Regions from separate parts of the Bos taurus genome. Here region 2 is linked to region 1. The links are chromatin contacts, called in public Hi-C maps. All regions are on one chromosome and are shown on one strand. The core of a region is the stretch at or near the end of the contact, and the rest is flanking DNA. Distances in the headings are between cores, read along the strand shown.

Region 1 (5,609 bases), core at 1,513-4,012:
CATGAAGGCATTAAAAATTCTCTTTCTAGTGTATCCCCAGAGCTCAGCCTTGTATATCAAATTTAGCAACACATGAATAATGAAATGAAGTCTGTTGTCTTACTAGTTAAATAATCCTGGACAAGTCATTTAGCATTAATGAATTTGTAGATAACATTCAAAATAAAATTATATACAAATTTTTGAGGTTTGACAGAAAACAGCAAAATCCTGTAAAGCAATTATCCTTCAATAAAAAATAAATTAAAAAAAATTATATACAAATTTAAACAGTTAACTCAGTGATGAAAAGTTGTTAAATTTATCTGAAACAGCCATCTTCGAATAAAGAATCATAAGGATTAACACTCACTGAGGGAAAACCTGTTTATACTCAGTGAATAGAAAATAAAATTAAAAGACGTGTTCCTTTTGGGTTATTTTGAACACCTACTGTAAGCCATGCGCCCTTCTAGAGGTCAAGGATAATGAGACAGACAAGTACCCTGCTCTCAATAAGTTTACAGTCTAGCTGGGTCAGGGGAAATTGCAGGTGAACAAATAAGATGTCAGATGGAACACTATGCAGAGATCAAACAGACTGACGAGAAGGACTTGCGGCTTGTTCTAGATTGGATGTCAGGGACAAACTCTCTGCACAAGTGACATTTAAGGGAAAATCTGAATGGTAAGAAGCAGCCAACCTTGAGAAAATATGAACAATGGTAATTACTAATGCCAAAGCCCTAAAGTGTGGGGCTGAAATATACTGGATCCAGCAGAACATGCTGGAAATGAGGGAGGTATAGGTGGGAATCAGAGTATAAAGGCATCTATAGGTTAGAGAAAGGAGTTTTGATTTTATTCTAGGTGAAAGAAAGCCTGTGGAAATTTTAAACAGCAGAATGACATAATCCAACCAACATTTTGAAAAGGTCTGGCTGCTTATGTGACAAATGGATTAAAGTAGAGGGAAGAGTGAAAGCAAGGAAATCCGTTTGAAAGTCAAGTTGCAGGGATATGCAGCTGACTGCAGAAGTAGCAGTAAAAATGGAGAGAAATCAGTGGCTGTGTTCAGAGAAAAAGGGCTGTTTTTATTGGAGCCTTTTCTCCCCCTTTCTTTTTTTCTTTCTGTTCTTCATTTTGTTTTTAATGCATGGAAGACTACATTCAGTACGCATTTTACAACTCTCAAAGTTTAACTTCTCCACCCACAACCATCATCACATACACACAAAGAAAAGATATCATAAACTGAACTATGAAATAAAACTGTACTTAAAAAAGAAATGTTAAAATTATTATATAGAGCAGAGCATTGTGCTGTGATGACTTTACTTCTAAAACAGCCTAAAACTATAAATGCCAAAGAGAAGAAATTTTTTAAAATCCAACTCCAAAAAAAAAAAAAAGTCTACTCATACAAAGGAAAACAAAACATTTTTACTTCTTTCTCTGCTCTGATGGCAACACATTACCATCCTAAGTTTGCCATTTTTGAAGCCTTGGGTAGGATGGCCATTTTTCATTCCCTTTATAAAATCGACTAACACAAGATTTAACTAAACTGTTGTTGCATTTAAAACAAACAAACAAAGAAGTGAGTCCTCTCTACCTCTTGAAAATTAGTCTAGTCCTGATAACAATATATTTCTGAGAGGACGCAATATTTATATTTTCTTGACAAACGCTATAGATTCACCTACGGCGGCACTGCACCTGACGAGTCAAGGCTCCATTTCCACAGTAACAGATGCTGCAAACAAGTATTCCGTCTTTTTCCCTTGCTTGCTTTCGTGTGTATGTGTATGCGTGTGTGTATGTGTGTGTGCCGGAGAAGGAAATGGCAACCCACTCCAGTGTTCTTGCCTGGAGAATCCCGGGGACGCCAGAGCCTGGTGGGCTGCCGTCTATGGGGTCGCACAGAGTCGGACACAACTGAAGCAACTTAGCAGCAGCAGCATGTGTGTGTGTGCGCGTGCGTGCGTGTGTGTGTGTGTGTGACGCGCTGGCAGCATCTAAAATTCTGTCCTCCTTCTGCTAAGTTTTATGTCCTTTGACGAACTGCTACCTCTTCAAAGTCTGACAGCAACCCCAAATGTCATTCTGTTCCTTGCTTCTTTCTTCATCTCAAGGGCAGGGAGCTCAAACTAGGGAAAATATTACCTGACTTGGCAATCCATGCCCCGCCCCATATTTCAACCACCTCAGATCCTTTTGAAAAGATATAAGATAGCAATCAAGGCACACTTGAGCGCCCAGTACTATTCACCGCTCTCCGCTTTGTCCCTGGACAGGTTCCCCGTCTCTCAGGTACCGTCCTTCCTGCCTCCGGCCGGGTGACTGCACCACACTTTGTCCCCGGTGGCGTTGGATTTGGCCGGCTCCGTCCAGCGCAGGACGACACCGGGCAGCTACCTGAAGCCGGGACCCAGGTCCTAACACGCACGGGGCAGAGAACTGCTGTGCGGTTCCGACGCGGCTTGGCGTGCTCTCAGAATGTGTGGTCTCTAGATCATTTATTTTTTGTCTCACCCCTGAAAACAGCTTGTTTCTGACCAGGAAGTGCGCTAAAGACCTCAACACTCGAGATCCCTCCGGATGGAGAGTTCTGCCCCCACCTCGGGTCATCAGGTCTCCCAGATGTGGGTCTGGGGTGGAGTCTATGACAAACCTGAAATCAGGAGTTAGCCCAGGAACCTTGTTCCAGAACATTCCTGGCCTCAGGAGCCACCTAGTGTGAGAGACATGTGGGACCAGGTGCGACTGGCGCCATCTGTAAGCCTTCGCCTCCATTACGTCTGGGGCGCTCTTAGCAGGACCAAGGCCATTACCAGCCTCCTCCACGGGAAGCCGGAGGTGTCCTCCCACCTCCTTGGAGCCTCTTTTCCATTTGTTTTCATCGGGTGCCAAGGATGAGGCCTGCTCCTACAGAATCCCTCCCCGGCGGGCCCTTCCCCCTGTCTCGCGCCGTGGGAGCCCTCTTGTCCCCAGCCCCCAAGTCCCTCGAGACTTAGCTTCCCGCCCAAAGCGCCCCTCGCCCTGTGATTGGCTGTCTGAGGGGCCTTGGCCAATGCGGGATGACGTATTCGCCCGGCGTCAACCCGCGAGGCTGGGGGAGGAGGAAGCACGTTGGGTCCGCGACGTGCGTGCGTGTGGTGCGCGAGGACGGTGGCGCGAGGTGTGTGGTGCGAGGTGTGTGGTGCTGGCTGCGTGGCCTCAGGCTTTCGCTGTCAGCGCCCCCCACCACCACCGCCCTGGTGCACGCGTGTGCCGGGGCCCGCGCCAGGACAAGGGCATTGTGGGGGCGGCTGCAAAGCCCGTGCGGCCGGAGGCGACAGTGAGGGCGAGCTTTGGATTCGGGCCTCCGGGACCCCCACGCTCCATTCCCAGAAACCTTCGCGCCGAGAGGTCTCTCTTCAAAGGAGTTGGGCCCGGGGCGCCCGGAGCTTGCGGAGCGCCCCGTTTTGCAGGGCCTTCCCTGAAGCCCTGCGTTCCCCGCTCCGCCAACCCCGATTCCTTTGGTTCTGGACAGGGAAGGAGACCTCGGGACGTTGTGCAGCTTTGCTAAGCCTCCCCGCGCCAGGCTGGAGTGTGGGAGGAAGCAAGGCAGTCTGGATCGAGGACCCAAGCACCGAGACGACCGCAGGAGCATCTCCTCCCGCAGAGCTATTCCAGGTTGGGTCTGGGGGCGAGGCCCAGTGCTGGTGGGTCGGGAAGTCTCCCCCAGGGCCTATGTTTGGGCCCTTGCAACCGCTGCCATCCTCCACTTCCGTGTCTCTGGCTGGGATGGAATTGAACCTACGGTTTCTTAATTTACCTTTTCCACTCGTTTCTTTCCCGATAGTTTGACGTGAACCGTTTGGAGCCCCAGTGCCACCTGACGGAAACCTGCATGCCGGGAAAGGAACGCCACCTGTGCAGCGTGTGGGGATCTCGGTGCAGAAAACTGGAAACGTAGTAAGCCCGGAGTCCAAATACCCAGCTTGTGCTTGGGAAGGGATAGAATCTAGCATAATCATCCTTGCTTCACTGTTAGCCAGATAGTTAACCAGATTGACAAACCTAAAGGCTAAATTCTGTACCAATTTCCAGGCGGAAACAGGCTTCCTCTGGACAAGAACATCTGAACCAAGGGTGGCAGTCTTGTTATTTCGGTTGGAGACCTCACCAAGCCCAGCAGCTTCTCTTCTCTGCTGTGCACCCTCTGCTGGTTAGTGTGATAGAGTGAGCTTGGAGAAAATAAGGCGTGTGTGACTTCTTAGAGATCATTTAATACTCAATAGGTGTTTTGTTAAAATGTGTTACATGTGGGAAGTATACCCATGAAACTCAGAAACGTGGTGCTCAGGAAAAATATGAGCAGTCAGCACCACGGGAGTTGAGTCCCTGGTGATATGAACGAGGAAGGCTTAAGGAAAACAGAAATTCCACTCGTGTAGTGCCAGTTCTGTGCCGGGCACTCACACTGCTAAGCGGTTTGGTAGAAAGTGACTCATTAAATCTCTCAAACAGCCTTATGAGGTTAGTACAGGACTATTATACTTCTCATTTCCTAGCTAGATCAGAAAATAAGACTCAGAGAAGTTAGATAATTTGCCTGAAATTATATAGCTCAGCTAATAAGTAACAGAGCTGAGATTCAAATCTAAGGCTATCAATGAGCTCCCATCTGTAACCACTAGGATATTCTTAAGATACACTTGGGGGCACAATCCCTGGATTTATGGTTCCTCAATTCATGCTTTTGTCTCTTACTTTCAAAATTTCTCTGTCATTTTAAACATAAAGAGAAAAAAACTAGGTATAACCATGCCTCTGAAAGGTGTTCTTTCACCCACAGGAATCTGATCCATGAAAACCCAGAAAGGTTGTTAAGAGATCAACATGTGCTCTCCTGCCAGTCCCAAAATCCTGTACAGGAATCCCCGGTTCCTCCGATTAGCTTTTCTGCAGCTTTATCACCAGCAAAAGAGTGGTGTGTTCTGTGATGTCCTTCTGCAGGCAGAAGGTAAGAGACTAGTAGGGACTCAATTGAAAACTCACCATAGACTAAGAGAAAATGATTTTAGGGCCAGGCAGTGAAGAACAAAACCAGGAAAGTGTGTAATGATTGCCTTTGAGTCCTGTTTGGTAAAGAGCTTTTTCTAGGACGGGTACATTTCTCAAAAGTGAAAGTGAGATTATACTCCTTTTAAAAAAAAATGAATTAATTATAAAGCTTCGTAAGTGTAGAAATTCTATAAAATGTGGATAATACGGTAATGGGATGATTGTGAAGATTGAGTTTAACATATGTAAAACACTTAGGTACTTTTAATGTTGTACTAAGCAGAATGTAAGTATTAATGGTCCTATTATGTACTTTTCTGCTTTCTTTTTTATTTATCGTTTTGGGCTGCGCTAGGTCTTTATCGCTGCGCCGGCTTTTCTCTAGTGGCGGTGAGTGGGGACTCTTCATCGAAGTGCGCAGGCTGCTCCTTGCAGTGGCTTCTCTTGTTGCGGCGCATGGGCTCTAGAGTGCACGGGCTTCAGTAGACGGGGCCCTGGGCTCGAGAGCACAGGCTTAATAGTATGGCTTACTTGCTTCTCAGCATGTGGGATCTTCCCAGACCAGGGACTGAACCTGT
Region 2 (5,254 bases), core at 1,555-4,054, 41 kb before region 1:
GAATGGCATGTTTACCTACAGCGGTAAGACGGGAGGCATGTACACAAGGGAGAGCCAGCGGAGCCAGGCTCTGAGGAGCCCAACACTCACTGCACTGACCATATCAAGAGCGGGGACCACCCATGAGAATCAGCTTCATGCTCCTGTAGGACTGTCACTTCAGAAGGGCAAAGGACCAGGAACAGCCATGAATGCACTGTCCTTCCTGTCTGTCTACTTATTCTCCCCCTTCAGTCACATTAAAACAATCTGGATACTTTATGTCAAATACACTACACGGTCCCGGCAGGTCTCTTGGTGAGAACAGCACATTGAATACTACAGTAGTTTAATACAACAATCACTGTGAATTTGAAAAAAAACAAAAACTGGGCTCTGCTTTATTAACTCTGGAGAAATTACTTAACGTCCCGACCCTCAGTTTTCTTTTTCCATTTAAAAAAAAAAGAAAAAGTACCTTTGTAAAACAGTGACATTTAAATGAGAACATACAGATATGCTTAACAATCCCTAGAAACAAAGTACATGCTCAACAAATAAGGTATGATTTTTCAACTTTTAAAGAGTCATCACCTCTTCTCTTTCCAAGAACCATTAGAATATAATCCTCTCTAATGCCCCAGATTCACAAACTATGGAGGACTAGGATTCTTCCTCAGCTGTTTCAACAAATAAACTCAGCACCTGCTGAATAGAAGGTGCGGTAGCAGATGCTGAGGTGGCGGCTAACAGCCAGCTCCTTACCAATCAACTCTTTGTTGCGCGCATCCACAGCAAGGTTTCTCAGGGCTCCAGATGCAGCTTTCACAACCCGCTCGTGTTCATTGGTCAGGAGGTCAGCAATGGCGGAAAGAGCTTTCTCTTGACGCAGAGCTGAGCGGATGTATCGACCATACTACAAGGAGCACATGGAAAGAAGCAGAACAGATTACAAACGATAGCAAAAGAGTAAGCTAAGTCCTTCCATCCCCAAATGCATCTTATACAAGGGTCTCACCGTCCAGCGCCCAGCACACAAGTTCTGGATGGCCCCAGCTGACGCTTCTAGGATGGCGGGATTCTTGCTCTCTTTGAGGAGTGAGATGTATATCCGAACCACCTCCGGCTGAAATAAAAGCTCATAACCTGCACAAGAAAGGGCAAGAAAGCAGAGGGTGCTTAGCAGTGCCTACAGAGCAGGCTCTGGCTGACTACAGACCAGTGTTAGGGTTGACTCTGGGTTGATGGGTTTATGTCCCTATACAAGCAGGCTCTCTAAACACCTTCCCCCAACCCAAGAGCAAAGTCAGATTTGACTACATGCCTCCTCAAGAATAATTCGTCCATGTCAAAAGCAGGACATGTATCAACTCATATGCAATTCCTCTCTCTCCTTCCTAGTCTCTTTTCTAGCCACAGTTTACTCTGGCCATGCCCAGCTCTCAAGGGCTTCACTTACTCATCAACGGCACTGAAGAGTTAAAGATTTCTCATCTCAAATGATGGAGAAGGAAATGGCAACCCACTCCAGTGTTCTTGCCTGGAGAATCTCAGGGATGGCGGAGCCTGGTGGGCTGCCATCTATGGGGTGGCACAGAGTCAGACACAACTGAAGCGACTTAGCAGCAGCAGCATCTCAAATGAATTATCTCTAACTTAAGTGAGTCATCCTGCTCACCCTAACTATGATTAAGCCAAAGGGTCTCTCATAGATTTAACAACATCTAAATTTTAATATCCACGGAGAGCTGTGAATTTTGGACTCACCATATTGATGAACATAAAAAGTTCCTGGTCTAGACTACCATCAAGTCCTTACCCTCAAGTAATCTGAATAACTGCCATGACAAGAAGTCCTTTGAAAGTCAGTTATAATATTTCAAATTTCCAAATACTTTAATCACCACTTCAAATTCCTTAAGTCGGGGGGACAGGACAGTGAACACACTGTATAACCTAGTGGTAGGCTGCCAAACAGTTCATGCGTGGACGATGTTTACGAGAACCATGGAGCCTGAGAAGAGTAAGATAACGTACCTCGAGCAGGACTAGTTCTTTTAGGGAAGTCCACTGTATCGTTTGTTGGATCCTCTGTGGGTTTTTTCCCTTTGGAAATTTAAAAAAGAAAGTGGGGGGAGAAGGAAGTTTAAGAAAGGAAGAGTCCACTCAGTATATTCTTTATTCTTCAGTCAGAATGTTCCCATCAGAGATGCATCAAGAGGGGCATAAGACAAAACAACAAAGAAACCAAGACAGGATCCCCAAGAGCAGAACACGCGCAGCAGCCGGGTGAGCTAAGGATGGCAGCTAGTGCTGCTGCTGTCCTCCGTGCCGGGAACAGGGGCTGCTGCCCAGAAACAGGTGCCGGGAGCCGCTCGCTCAGAAGAGCGCGACCAGGCTCAGCGGCCTTCCTCCAATGAATTTTCCTACATGCATCCACAGGGAAGGGTTAGGCAAGGAAATGCCAAGAACGCTAAAACCCAAACATGCAAATTAGAGGTAGGTAAGCCGCTTAAAAGATTCCACTCACCTCTGGAGAACCACTCATCTTCCAGCGCGTCACCCAAGGTGGAAAGGAGAGGAGAGAAATGAAGGAAGAAAAACGCAGGAGAGAGTTGTCAACAGGATCACGGGAAAACAAGCAGGGAAGCACAGAGGAAAAGACAAACACAGGAAACAGAGGAGGAGGGGGAGAAGGCCCCAGGTCAGCTGGCTCTCAGCCTTCACTGCCCAACTATTGATCCTGACACCACCACCACCAGCACCAGCGTGAAGCACACGGCACAGGGGACATCCCCGACTGGGCAGACTCCAGCACTGCTCAGCACGCGTTCCACACGCACAGCCAGACAGCTTCCTCTCCCCGTCCTGCACGAACGAGCGGGGGAGCGGGAAGCAAGCCTCACCTTTGCCTTTCTTGGCCCCAAAGCAGCTGGCAGCATGCGGCCCGGTACTGTTGGCGACGCTGGGAGGCGCCTCCTGGTAGCGCTCTGCTTGCGGGATCTCCCGGTGAACTTGATAGGACAGGTTCCGAAGGAGGCAGACGCAGTTCTCGACAAGCTTGGGGTCACAAAGAAAAGGCCCAGTGAGAGAGAACGACAGGGGACCTTCCAGCACGCACAGGTTTCCACGATGAGCCTCAAAAGCACAGCCCCACTCATTATCTCCCATAATGCCTCTTAAGTGCCCCCAAGCTTCTCAGATTCTTTCAGCCTCAGGCTAATAAAGGTTTATGCTACCATTTGGTGTGCAACATAAAACTCAACGTCACATTGACTTTTTCCTAATTAGAAAAAAATGGAAGTATGGCTAAACAGCTCTAAAATATGTAGGTAGAGGAAATTCCAAAGCAAACAGTTTTCCTCTAAGGTGGGGGCCGGTACAGGTATCTAACGTTATTTGAAAGCCTGAGATGATAGGTCTGTCTTACGGGTACCTGACCTACCTTGCTATCCGAATCTTTCTGTCCAATCTCAGCCTGGACAATGAAAATGAGAGCATCCACCAACCCATCGCACTCCCGAAGTTTCCGGCGTGCTTCACTCCTCTCCGAGCTGACATTCCTGAGGGGAAAGGGGAAGCTTCGAGATGCCTGAACTCCAGAAAGCCTCTCTTAGTACCCCTAGGCCCTGCAAGCCTCCTTACTGCCTTTCCGCGGTCACAAACAAAGAGTATCTGTTAGGGGAGGCACTAAAGCTGACGGAGAGCGGACGTTCCTGCTTTCAGGACACTTATGACCAGGCCAGGGGTGGGCACATAGATGGAGCAGACCAACAGCAACAACGTCAGACAGAACAGACGCTGCTCGTGGGCAAGCGCAAATGTCGAGTGGCGGCAGGGCACACAGGCACATGTCCCGAAGAGAGAACACACTGCAGCTTATAGGACACAAGACAGAGAACTCGGGAGAACGTTCTGGAAGACAAACACCTGAGTCTGGCCTCAAAACAGAAACAAGCAGCTGCGCCCTGCAGACAGGGAAGGGCTCTGCCCACTCTGTCCTTCCAGTATGCTGCACCCATGTGCTGCATGTATCGCAGTCTGACTTGAAACACAATTAAAGGCACAGACACACACAAGCCCAGGACTAGACAACGGCCTTACACCGTTGGTTTTGAACAAATTATATTAACAAAGTCAAAGAGGCACAGAAGTGAGGAAGATGTGTGGGAACCGCAAGTAAAGCATACAGTATGCCAGGGGGTAGCAATGGGCAGACGCACAGGACAGGGTCATGGACGCAACACAGACCGGCACGGAGCCTAAACGACAGACTACGGGATTTAACGTGCTTCCAAAGCAGTTTCAGTCTTTAGAAGCCCAGTCCTCCCACGCTCCCAGCCCCTCTGTTACCTGAGGCAGCCGGCGGTATTGGTGAGCACGGACTCCCACTCGACGTGGCGTGGCTTACAGTCTTCGCTAGGTTCCCGCTCCCACCCCGAATGGGGAATGATCACTTCATCCGTTAAGGCGTGCAGCGCGTGGTCCACGATCTCCATTTTTATGGAGTCATGGGATGAGAGATTCCACAGGGTTCCTGGCAGAGACCACTCATCAGACAGTTCTCCAGCACCAAGACAGTACGTCTGAAGAATGCCAAAGAGAAGCCCCTTTCCCAGCATTTCTCAGTCTTCCCCAATGACCAAATACCTTGTAACAATATTCAAGCTTTAGTTTGTTACTCATGACAACGTGTTTTACATTATGGCTCAATACAAACATACACATCATGAAGTAAGGTTTCTAAAACAATAATTACTATAAGCAATACTTTCTGGGCCCGCTATACCCATTTGTTAATCTCACCAGCACTGACATTTTGGGCCAGATAATTTTTGTTGTGGAGAGCTATCCCGCCCATCATTAAATGAGTAAATGTCAGGAGAAGGCAATGGCACCCCACTCCAGTACTCTCGCCTGGAAAATCCCATGGACGGAGGAGCCTGGTAGGCTGCAGTCCATGGGGTCGCTAGGAGTTGGACACGACTGAGCGACTTCACCTTCACTTTTCACTTTCATGCATTGGAGACGGAAATGGCAACCCACTCCAGTGTTCTTGCCTGGAGAATCCCAGGGACGGGGGAGCCTGGTGTGCCGCCGTCTATGGGGTCGCACAGAGTTGGACACGACTGATGCGACTTAGCAGCAGCACAGCAGCAGCAGGCCTTCACTCATCAGACACCGATGGCACTCTGTCCCAACCCCCAAAGCCCCAGGTTCTGACAATGCACACACTGCACACACTGCAATGTCCTCTGGGGGCAAGCTCGCCCCG

What was found. A called contact is a pair of places that touch in the nucleus more often than the background predicts.
Region 2: a contact with region 1 is called in a Hi-C map of liver, with 2.9 times the contacts expected there. The contact joins the enhancer-like site here to the promoter of BTBD18 in region 1. A contact is called at or near these places in 3 of 11 Hi-C or Micro-C datasets (liver, skeletal muscle and skin fibroblasts).

Annotation. Positions count from the first base shown.
Region 1 is chr15:80,958,750-80,964,358 of ARS-UCD2.0, reverse strand. BTBD18 (BTB domain containing 18) reads left to right here and starts at 2,762. Exons shown (of 5, transcript XM_059875179.1): 1 at 2,762-3,657; 2 at 3,827-3,939; 3 at 4,075-4,192; 4 at 4,823-4,990. The coding sequence starts at 4,867.
Region 2 is chr15:80,999,796-81,005,049 of ARS-UCD2.0, reverse strand. It overlaps CTNND1 (catenin delta 1), which reads right to left. Exons shown (of 20, transcript NM_001192402.3): 8 at 4,333-4,516; 9 at 3,425-3,542; 10 at 2,886-3,039; 11 at 2,017-2,085; 12 at 998-1,125; 13 at 745-895; 14 at 1-15. Among named protein-coding and RNA genes, the nearest start is that of CTNND1, 35 kb to the right of the region's middle. Within about 2 kb of position 2,804, at least 4 of the 102 cell types and tissues checked have an H3K27ac peak or open chromatin away from gene starts, as enhancers often do. A contact at or near this core is called in liver, where this site is marked.